Regions from separate parts of the Rattus norvegicus genome. Here all the other regions are linked to region 3. A link is a contact called in public Hi-C and HiChIP or PLAC-seq data. All regions are on one chromosome and are shown on one strand. Each heading gives the region's core, a stretch centred on a gene start, on an enhancer-like site or on the middle of the called end of the contact. The rest is flanking DNA. Distances are from core to core; before and after follow the strand shown. Region 1 overlaps Nqo1 (NAD(P)H quinone dehydrogenase 1). Region 2 overlaps Wwp2 (WW domain containing E3 ubiquitin protein ligase 2). Region 3 holds the start of Psmd7 (proteasome 26S subunit, non-ATPase 7).

Region 1 (2,887 bases), core at 168-2,667, 210 kb before region 3:
AGACGAAGTGAGTTGGTTTGCTAAAATAAATTCCAAAGCAATCAGCATTGTTAGGTCTGCAGATTTCCTGGCCACCTAATTTTGTATATTTTCTTCCCATTTGCCACAAGAGGGCGCACTATTGTCGTCTCCTTGAATTGCACCCAGGTTGGAAAGAGACACCCTTCAAGGTTTGTAGAAAAAGGGTCTCATAGAGCCCAAGATAGCCTCAAACTCACTATGTAGCTCAGGATGACCTTAAATGTCTGATGATAGTCACGTGCCACCAGCATTCCCAGCAAGCATTTCAAGAAATTCAATCGAGCGGCTAGAGAGGTGGCCCAACATTTAAAAGCCCTTGCTGTTCTAGCAGAGGACCAAGTGGAGTTCAATTCTGAGCACTCACAGGGCTTACAAATGCCTGTAACTCCAGCCAGGAGATGTGACTCTGCCTTCTAGTCTCTACAGGCATGCCACACTCACGCGTGCACACACACCTAAATAACACTTAATTTTATGCCAAAATTGGGAACGCAGAATGTAGTTCAACAGTAGGATGCTAGCTTCACATTCGTAAGACTATTCATTAGACACCAACACACACACAGTCTTAAAATTATTTACTGTAGATAATAAGACCTATATGAGGGCTAGAGAGATGGCTCAGTGGTTAAGAGCACTGACTGCTCTTCCAGAGAGGTCCTGAGTTCAAATCCCAGCAACCACATGGTGGCTCACAACCATCTGTAATGGGATTTGATGTGTTTGAAGACAGTATGCTTGTCTACATAAAATAAATATTAAAAAAAAAAAAAGACCTACATGATATCTGCATATTTCCTTAAACTGAATGTAATCATCAGGGCTGGGGAGATGGTTTCATAGCTAAGAGCAGCCACTTGTAACTCCAGCTCTGGGGGCTGGAAGGCCTTCTTCAGGAGTCTGTGAGCACTTGTACACACATATTCATAAACCCTCAGGCACGCGTGCGCGCGCACGCGCGCGCGCACACCCTTCCCCACCCACAGAATTAAAAACAAAACAGATCTTTAAAATAAGAAAGGAGGGGTTGGGGATTTAGCTCAGTGGTAGAGCGCTTGCCTAGGAAGTGCAAGGCCCTGGGTTCGGTCCCCAGCTCCGAAAAAAAGAACCAAAAAAAATAAAATAAAATAAGAAAGGAATGTCATTGATTTCACAATACTACAGAAAAACCTTCCAGACGTTTGGTAGAAGGCTACTGGTTTTCATTTTGGCGTTCAGGATTTATTTGTATGTGTCTACCCATTTTTCGGCTCGCGTGTTATGTCTGTGCACTGCCTGCATGCAGTGCCTGAAGAAACCAGGAGAGGGCGCTGGGTTCTTTAGAACTGGAGTTAGGAACAGCAGTTAGCCTTTAGGTGGGTTTCCTGCTAGAGCCACAAGGGCTCTTAGCTGCTGAGTCATCGCGCCAGCTCAGGAGGGGGCTGTTGTTAAGTATTGAAGGGCTCAAACGCACGCACCGCCATCTGACGTGTGAAATATCCATTTATTTCCACACACACACACACAAAGAAAGAATAGCAAGAATGAGGCGGAGACCTGTTTTTGTATTCATTTCCCAGGACCTGGGTGTGCTATGTACAAGGCAGAGAAGAGCTGGAGAGCAATCCCCCGAGGCTTGTCAGTCACTGCACAGTAATTGAAACCAGGATGGATCATAAACAGGCTTTAGCTAACTGCTAAACAAGTTAGTCCCTCAGCCATTGTTTGAGCAATTCCCTCCTGCCCTAAACCACAGAGAGGTAACTAATAGCAACAAGTGGGTGGAGGATTGGATGCCATTTAGCCAGGGCTAGCCCGAAGAAAAAAGCTTATAGTGTACAAAAGACCTAGAAGAGTATTTTCCCCGCTCGCGGCTACACCTCTCCCTGATTCATATCCCAGGCCACCTGAGGCCCCTAATCTGACCTCGTTCATTTTGCTGTCACAGCCGTGGCAGAACTATCCAAAAACGCATGAGGCGAGCCTCCTCCTTTTCCTATCCTTGTGGAACAAAGGCGAAAACTGAAAGCAAGCCAGGCAAACTGGGGAAAAAGAAACCTGGGTCTAACTACATGGTATGGAAAACCTTATTTTCTAGCTTTGATCTGGTTGTCGGCTGGAATGGACTTGCCCAAATGATGGCCCACAGAAAGGCCAAACTTGTTCTTTTTCTGCTCCTCTTGAACCTCTTTTTTCAGTAAGAATCCTGCCTGGAAGTTTAGGTCAAACAAGCTGCTTGGAGCAAAGTAGAGTGGTGACTCCTCCCAGACAGTCTCCAGACGCTTCTTCCACCCTTCCAGGACCTGCACGCGGGCATCGGGTGGGGTGTGGCCAATGCTGTACACCAGTTGAGGTTCTAAGACCTGGAAGCCACAGAAGCGCAGAATGCCACTCTGGAGAGACACAGAACACAGAGGTAAGGCACGGGAGTGAGTCTGCACTGTAAGCAGGCACCAGAACTTGATCTGGGAATGGAGAGCTGGCTCAATGGTTAAGATTTTCTGTTCTTTCAGAGAACCCAGCTTGGTGCCCAGCACCCATACGGAGGGGTTCACGTGTCACTGCAGTTCTAAGGGATTGGATGACCTTTTCTAACCTCTGGGACACACACATAAATGTAGTATACACACGGAGAGCAATAAAATAAATAGAAATCTTAAAAGAAAGAGAGAGAGAGAGAGAGAGAGAGAGAGAGAGAGAGAGAGAGGAGAGCTGGAGAGATGGCTCAGTGGTTAAGAGCACTGACTGCTCTTCCAAAGGACCTGAGTTCAAATCCCAGCAACCACATGGTGGCTCACAACCATCTGTAATGGGATCTGATGCCCTCTTCTGGTGTGTCTGAAGACAGCAACAGTGTACTTATATGTAATAAATAAATAAATAAATC
Region 2 (2,859 bases), core at 172-2,671, 130 kb before region 3:
AGTCAGGGAGACAGTACATCTCCACTTCATGAGTTGTGGGGCTGCATATGGTGCATGCCTTGCAGTGTCTGTGGTAACTGTTGGTTGAATCTTAGTGATTATCTTTAGGCTATTTTTTTTTAATGGCTTGCAAAAAGTGAGGAAACAGCACTCTACTTTGCAGTGTGGCCAAATGAAGATACTCAGAAGCAGTGCAGGAAGTCCCTGAGGGCTTCCAGGACCCTGGAGCTCTCAAACCTTAAAGGAGGCTCAGCTGCTCTTAGGAGCCATGTTTGTGCTAACTGTCCCAGAGCAAAGAACTGTAAGCAGTTGTCTCAACAATGTAAAAGTTAACACAGCCATGCAGTGGACTTTGTGATAATCGTTTAAAAGTTGATTTGTGGAGACGGGTACAGGCCATTGGGCAAAGCACTTTTCTGTCTCATGTGCTTTTAGGGTGGGAGTGATCTTGCTTTATAGTTCAGGGTGTTTTGTACACTCGTACTTTTTGTTTCTTGTTTGGTCTATACCCTTTCTTCTTGTTCTAAAAAATTGGTTTTGTACATGTGTGTTTGTGTGCACATGATGCTTTGGTCAGTGGTCTATCTTGGGTGTTATTACTCAGGCACTGGCCTTTTATGTGGGCTCTGGGGATGAAAATGAGGTTGTCTAGTGTTTACAGCGAACATTGTTCTGACAGAGCTCTCACAGTGTAATTTCTCAAAAGGTTTTTTTTTTTTTTTTTTTTTTTAAAGAGGACAAAGCAAAACAGCAACAAAAAAGATCTTTTGAAAGGAAATAACCAAAAGGAGCCAGACTATCTGCCCAAGCAGCATATGGGAGTCCTTTAAGTCATCTGCCCTTTCCTTCTGTCTCATCCAGTGGTGTCAGCAAAGCCCAAGGTGCACAACCGCCAGCCCAGAATCAACTCCTATGTGGAGGTGGCAGTGGATGGACTCCCCAGTGAGACCAAGAAGACTGGGAAGCGCATCGGGAGCTCTGAGCTTCTCTGGAATGAAGTCATCGTTCTGTAAGGGTGTCTGCCACTTTTCGAATGCAGGAGGTGGGGGAGAGGAGGCTGGGGCAGTGCCCTCCACTGCCCTTGGCCCCCATGGTGCTCCTCTTTAGGTGTGTGTGTGTGTCATCGAGCTCACAGAGCTCTCATTGTTAGCTAGGGTTACAGGTCAGCGTGTGAGGTGTGTGTGTGACTGTGTCCTGTTTTGTCCCTGTGAGATGTCAGCAGGGTAGCTTTTAGCATTCTGTTCATGTTAAAGGGCGCCTGGCTCATCTCGGGGCTGTGATGAATCACTTATTTGTTTTCCAGGAATGTTACAGCCCAGAGTCATTTAGATTTGAAGGTCTGGAGCTGTCATACCTTGAGGAATGAACTACTGGGCACTGCCTCTGTCAACCTCTCCAATGTCCTGAAGAACAATGGCGGCAAAAGTATGTATGATTCATCTCTAGTCAGGGAAGATATGGCAACCAGACCAGAGGTTGAGTGTTGCTCTGCCCCTTAGAGACCATCTATGGAGCTTGAGGAAGGCAGAGTTCAGCATGCTTGGTCCAGGGCTGTAGGATACAGGACTGTGTTCCCTAATTCTTCCTCAGGGAGGGAGGCTGTCCTATGCACTTTCTCACTCAGGAGACCTACTACATGTTGAGTGCCTCCAGCTGAAATCAGCGCGTTTCTTGTCTGAGCCCTGGAAGAGAACAAAGGAGCTGTGTGCGTGTGCGTGAGTTCCAGGTTTGGGACAGGAATGCAGAAGATGCCCTGTGTCTGCTGGGGATGTGACACAGCTCCATCTGAGTTACCTCGGGCACCTCTGCTGGCTGGACACATAAATCCTCAGCTCTGTTCCTCGCTGTTTGTGGCTTAACCCATGCCTGCGGGCTAGAGACCCTTCCTCATAGAGCCTCTATTCAGAGCAGTTCCATATGTGGCAGCCAACTGCTGTAGAAAGAAAGGCTCCTTTCTCTCCTACCGGGGAGAAGATATTTTTTGAAAGTGAATTTAGTTTAGGTGAGACCAGGGGTAGGGTGTTGAGGCTTAGGTACAGCTTGAGGCTTTTCCTTCAGAGCCCATCGTTCTCGCTGGGGTGCTTGGGAGGGGTTAGCGCCTCCTGTGCTCTTTTCCTTTCTGCTGGACGCACAGCAACATACTGAAGGATTGTTTAGGACCAGGGACATGCCTCTGTTTTAGTTGTTTAGTTGTTTTGTCATTTGAGTTGGCCCTTTTTATGTGTGTGTATGTATGTGTGTAAATGTATGTGTATGCTCATGTGAATGCATACATGTGGTCACCAGAGGTCAATCACAAGTGTCCTTTCTCAAGTGCCATCAACTATGTTTTTGTTTTTTTGAGACCTTGAGCTCACCAAGTATGTTAGGCGTCTGGCTAGCAAGCCCCAGAGATCCTCCTGTTTCTACCTCCTCAGGGTGGGTATTGTAGGACTGTGCACCAAGCCTGGCTTCTTATGTGGGTACCAAGATTTAATCGGGTCTTTGTGACTATGTGGCAAGTACTTTGCCAGCTGAGATCCCCCAGGCCTCTCCACCACTATTTTTTTTAATAGGGACTTTCGTGTAGTCTAGGCTAATCTGATAGGGGATGCACGCCTTTACTCTTAGCACTTGAGAGGCGGAGGATCTGAGTTCAATTCCTAGCTTTTAGGTTGGACAGCTCTAGAGGATCCAATACCCTCCTCTGGGTTCTGTATCTGCAGTCACATGTACATACAAACACATACACATAATTAAAGCTTTTAAAAATCCACAAGTCTTTAAGAAATGTGCAGTGGCGATGCACCCTTCCCTTTCCTCTTGCATCTGTGCAGGCAGCAGCCTCTGGCTTTATTCTAGTTTATTTTCTGTGGTGCT
Region 3 (2,856 bases), core at 76-2,575:
ACAAACAGTACACCGCTTTACAGCCCCAAGTTTCATGCTAGTTTAACTGTAGTGTTTTGCTTAACATGGAGCCTGTACCTTAAACTTACAGCACAGGCAGAATGAAATAAGGGGTTTTGTATTACTGGTGGCTATGTGTCCCCCCACCCCCTTTCTTTAAACCACTGAAAATACTTCAAACAATGAGTTTCCACACGGCAATGGACACTTCATCTATGGGTCTTTAAAGCCCATCTGTTCTTTGATAGGATACCAGCAGTGTCTGTTCCGACTTGATTCTTACCAAGTGTTAAAATAAAACTGAAACAGTGCTCACCCCATTAGGGCCACTAGTATCCCAGGGGAGTAAAACTGTATCTATTAGGGCCACCGAGCCTGTTAAGACCCAGGCATCCCGAGCAATACAACTGAACCCAGAATCAAAAGCCTCTATCTTGAGATTGTTTTTGGCTCTGGTTGAGTTAGCTGCACAAAGCCTGGTTCGGACCAGGCACTAGCTCGACTTTACAGTAAGCACAGACTCCCTACTGGGTCTTCATATTTGTTAACTCAACTAATTATCTTGTAAAACTTCCGAACACGTGCAACAGGTCTGGCAGGATGAACCGCTGGAGAAGATAAGGGTGGCAGTGAGCTAACCAAGTGTACTGGAGGCTGGCCTCAATCTGCACCTGCCTCACTTTTAGAGGAAAGAGCTGGCACCTTATCCACATTTTAAAGGTACCATCCAACCAGAATCACAATTAGAAACTTGATGGTTTACGATCACTGCCTCATCCAAAAAATCGTCCATCGGGGTCTCCCAGACCAGAATTTCGGTGACAGCTTTTACAGGCACGGACACACTGAAACACTGTCCTAAACGGCGCCCAGCCGTTCTGGTAAAAGGCGCGGCCAAGGCGGGTAGAATCGTCCCGATTCCGGGCACTCAACAGGCGGGCCAGGCTCAGGAGTGGCGGCCTCGGCGGGGCTGCGAGGCTGTCAATGGGTTCCGAGCAGCGCGGCGTGGAGCCGCTGGGGTCGCTTACCCCCCACCCGTGTCCCGGGCCGCTGAGTTTATGCCCGGCGCGCCCGTGACTCAGCAGCCCTGCGCCGTGTGGCCGCCACGCGCCACCCGCTCACCGGTTGAAATGATCCACCACACTGAGCAGCACCAGGGGGTGGACCACCACTTTCTGCACCGCCAGCTCCGGCATCGCGACACAGCCCGACCGCCGGCCCGGCTCCCTGCAACCCGCAAACACCGGCAACCGCAGCGTTACAGGCCGCTCCTCCAGGCCCCAGCACCTCCCCTTCCGGTTTGACCGCCACCGCACAGTCGACTTCCGCTCCCAGAGCGCTTCGCGCGCGTGCCCACACTGTCGCCAGGGACGCCATCTTGAGAAAGGGAAAGGGCTGCCTTGCTTTCTGTGGGATTTAGGCTAGTGATGAAGCTTGACTTGTCATTGGGCCTTGCCCTAGTTTTCTGCCTCAGTTGTTTTCCAGCTCACCATTTCTCCTTCTTGGAAAATTGTAGAAAAAGGTAGATAAACATACATAGTAACAGTTTATACTTCTACCAATCAAATAGTTAACAACTATTTAACTTTATTTATTTATTATAATTTATTTAACTTTCACTTCAAATCATCACTGATTCAAAATTTCGCAAATGAGTTTCATTTATTTGTTTGTTTGTTTATTTTTCAGACAGTGTTTCTCAATGTAACAGCTCTGACTGTCCTAGAACTCACTTTGTAGACCAAGCCGGCCTCCACCTGCCTCTCCCTCCCCCACCCCGCCCCTCCCCCCAGTGCTGGAATATAAAAGCTTGTGCCACAAGGCCCAGTTTTTATTTATTTCTTAATGTTTTGTTTCATTACTTTTGAACTTAAGCCTTATAGAACACTGCCTATGATTCCCTGATTTCAGCCTTTCAAGTACAAGGGAGGGAGCAAATGAGATCACACCTGGTTGAGAGGAGCTCTCAGTATCTAACACCAAGAACACACTTTGGGTGTAGGATTGGATACTTTAATCTACAATTTTTATAATTATCTATAATTTTTATAATTATGCTGGGAATTTTCCTTAATGTTCACTGTTAATCTAATGAATGCAATGACTTTCAGGTTTTATTAATCCCAAAAGATTTGGGGAGAAAGACCACCAACTCAAATCACTGTGGCTAAATTAATTAAAGCAAGCATTTTTTATTTATTTATTTTATTTTATTTTTATAGGTTCCCTGACTTCAATTCAATGGTTGGGTGTAAGTATCTGCGTCTGTCTTGGTCAGCTGCTGGTAGAGCCTCTCAGAGGACAGCCATGCCAGACTCTGTCTGTAAGCACAGCATAGCATTAAGGCAAGCATTTTTATTTGTGTACATTAGCTGTCTCTTCTTAAAAGGGGGATGATTCAAGAAATCAGCAGTGGACATGAGAAAGACAAGGTTTTTATAGCTCAGGGGTAGGGGATTTCCAAATAGGGGATTTGGTGCTCAAAATAGGCAGGGTTCCAGGAGCAGAAAGAACATAAGCATAAGACATTAGTCTAAAGACATGATTGCAAGGTGGCCTTAACAACAACTTAAGGTAGTGAGAGCCAAGGTAGTCATGCAACCTTTTGAAACAAAGCTAGAGTTGCAAGAGGGTTGGAAATAAAAGGACAGTTTTCTGGGATAGGCAGTACAGAGCCATTACTTAAGGTAATAAGTCAGGCATAGCCCAGTGGTAAACAGGGATGAGCCTAGTTTGCTTTTATTATAAGATAAGCCTAGTTTGCCTCCTAAGAAGGAGGCAGGCCAGTTGATGAGTTTCTCTGTCTTTATGTGACTAATTACATAACCAGAGCTAGAAGAAAGTCATCCGTACCAG

The links. A called contact is a pair of places that touch in the nucleus more often than the background predicts. HiChIP or PLAC-seq counts read pairs in DNA pulled down with a chosen protein or histone mark.
Region 1: a contact with region 3 is called in a Hi-C map of Schwann cells, with 7 times the contacts expected there. The contact joins the enhancer-like site here to the promoter of Psmd7 in region 3. A contact is called at or near these places in 5 of 12 Hi-C or Micro-C datasets (the Rat2 cell line, Schwann cells, kidney and 2 more).
Region 2: a contact with region 3 is called in an H3K27ac HiChIP or PLAC-seq map of oligodendrocytes, with 9 times the contacts expected there. The contact joins the enhancer-like site here to the promoter of Psmd7 in region 3. A contact is called at or near these places in 11 of 12 Hi-C or Micro-C datasets (the A7r5 cell line, the Rat2 cell line, frontal cortex and 6 more) and 1 of 1 datasets of contacts at active chromatin or transcription factors (oligodendrocytes).

Annotation. Positions count from the first base shown.
Region 1 is chr19:52,203,829-52,206,715 of GRCr8, forward strand. Nqo1 (NAD(P)H quinone dehydrogenase 1) reads right to left here. Exons shown (of 6, transcript NM_017000.3): 6 at 1,546-2,393. The coding sequence ends at 2,088. Among named protein-coding and RNA genes, the nearest start is that of Nqo1, 15 kb to the right of the region's middle. Within about 2 kb of position 1,418, at least 14 of the 93 cell types and tissues checked have an H3K27ac peak or open chromatin away from gene starts, as enhancers often do.
Region 2 is chr19:52,275,495-52,278,353 of GRCr8, forward strand. It overlaps Wwp2 (WW domain containing E3 ubiquitin protein ligase 2), which reads left to right. Exons shown (of 24, transcript NM_001106184.1): 3 at 862-1,009; 4 at 1,304-1,425. Among named protein-coding and RNA genes, the nearest start is that of Wwp2, 20 kb to the left of the region's middle. Within about 2 kb of position 1,422, at least 12 of the 93 cell types and tissues checked have an H3K27ac peak or open chromatin away from gene starts, as enhancers often do. A contact at or near this core is called in the A7r5 cell line, where this site is marked.
Region 3 is chr19:52,409,991-52,412,846 of GRCr8, forward strand. It overlaps Psmd7 (proteasome 26S subunit, non-ATPase 7), which reads right to left and starts at 1,326. Exons shown (of 7, transcript NM_001107426.1): 1 at 1,123-1,326. The coding sequence starts at 1,196.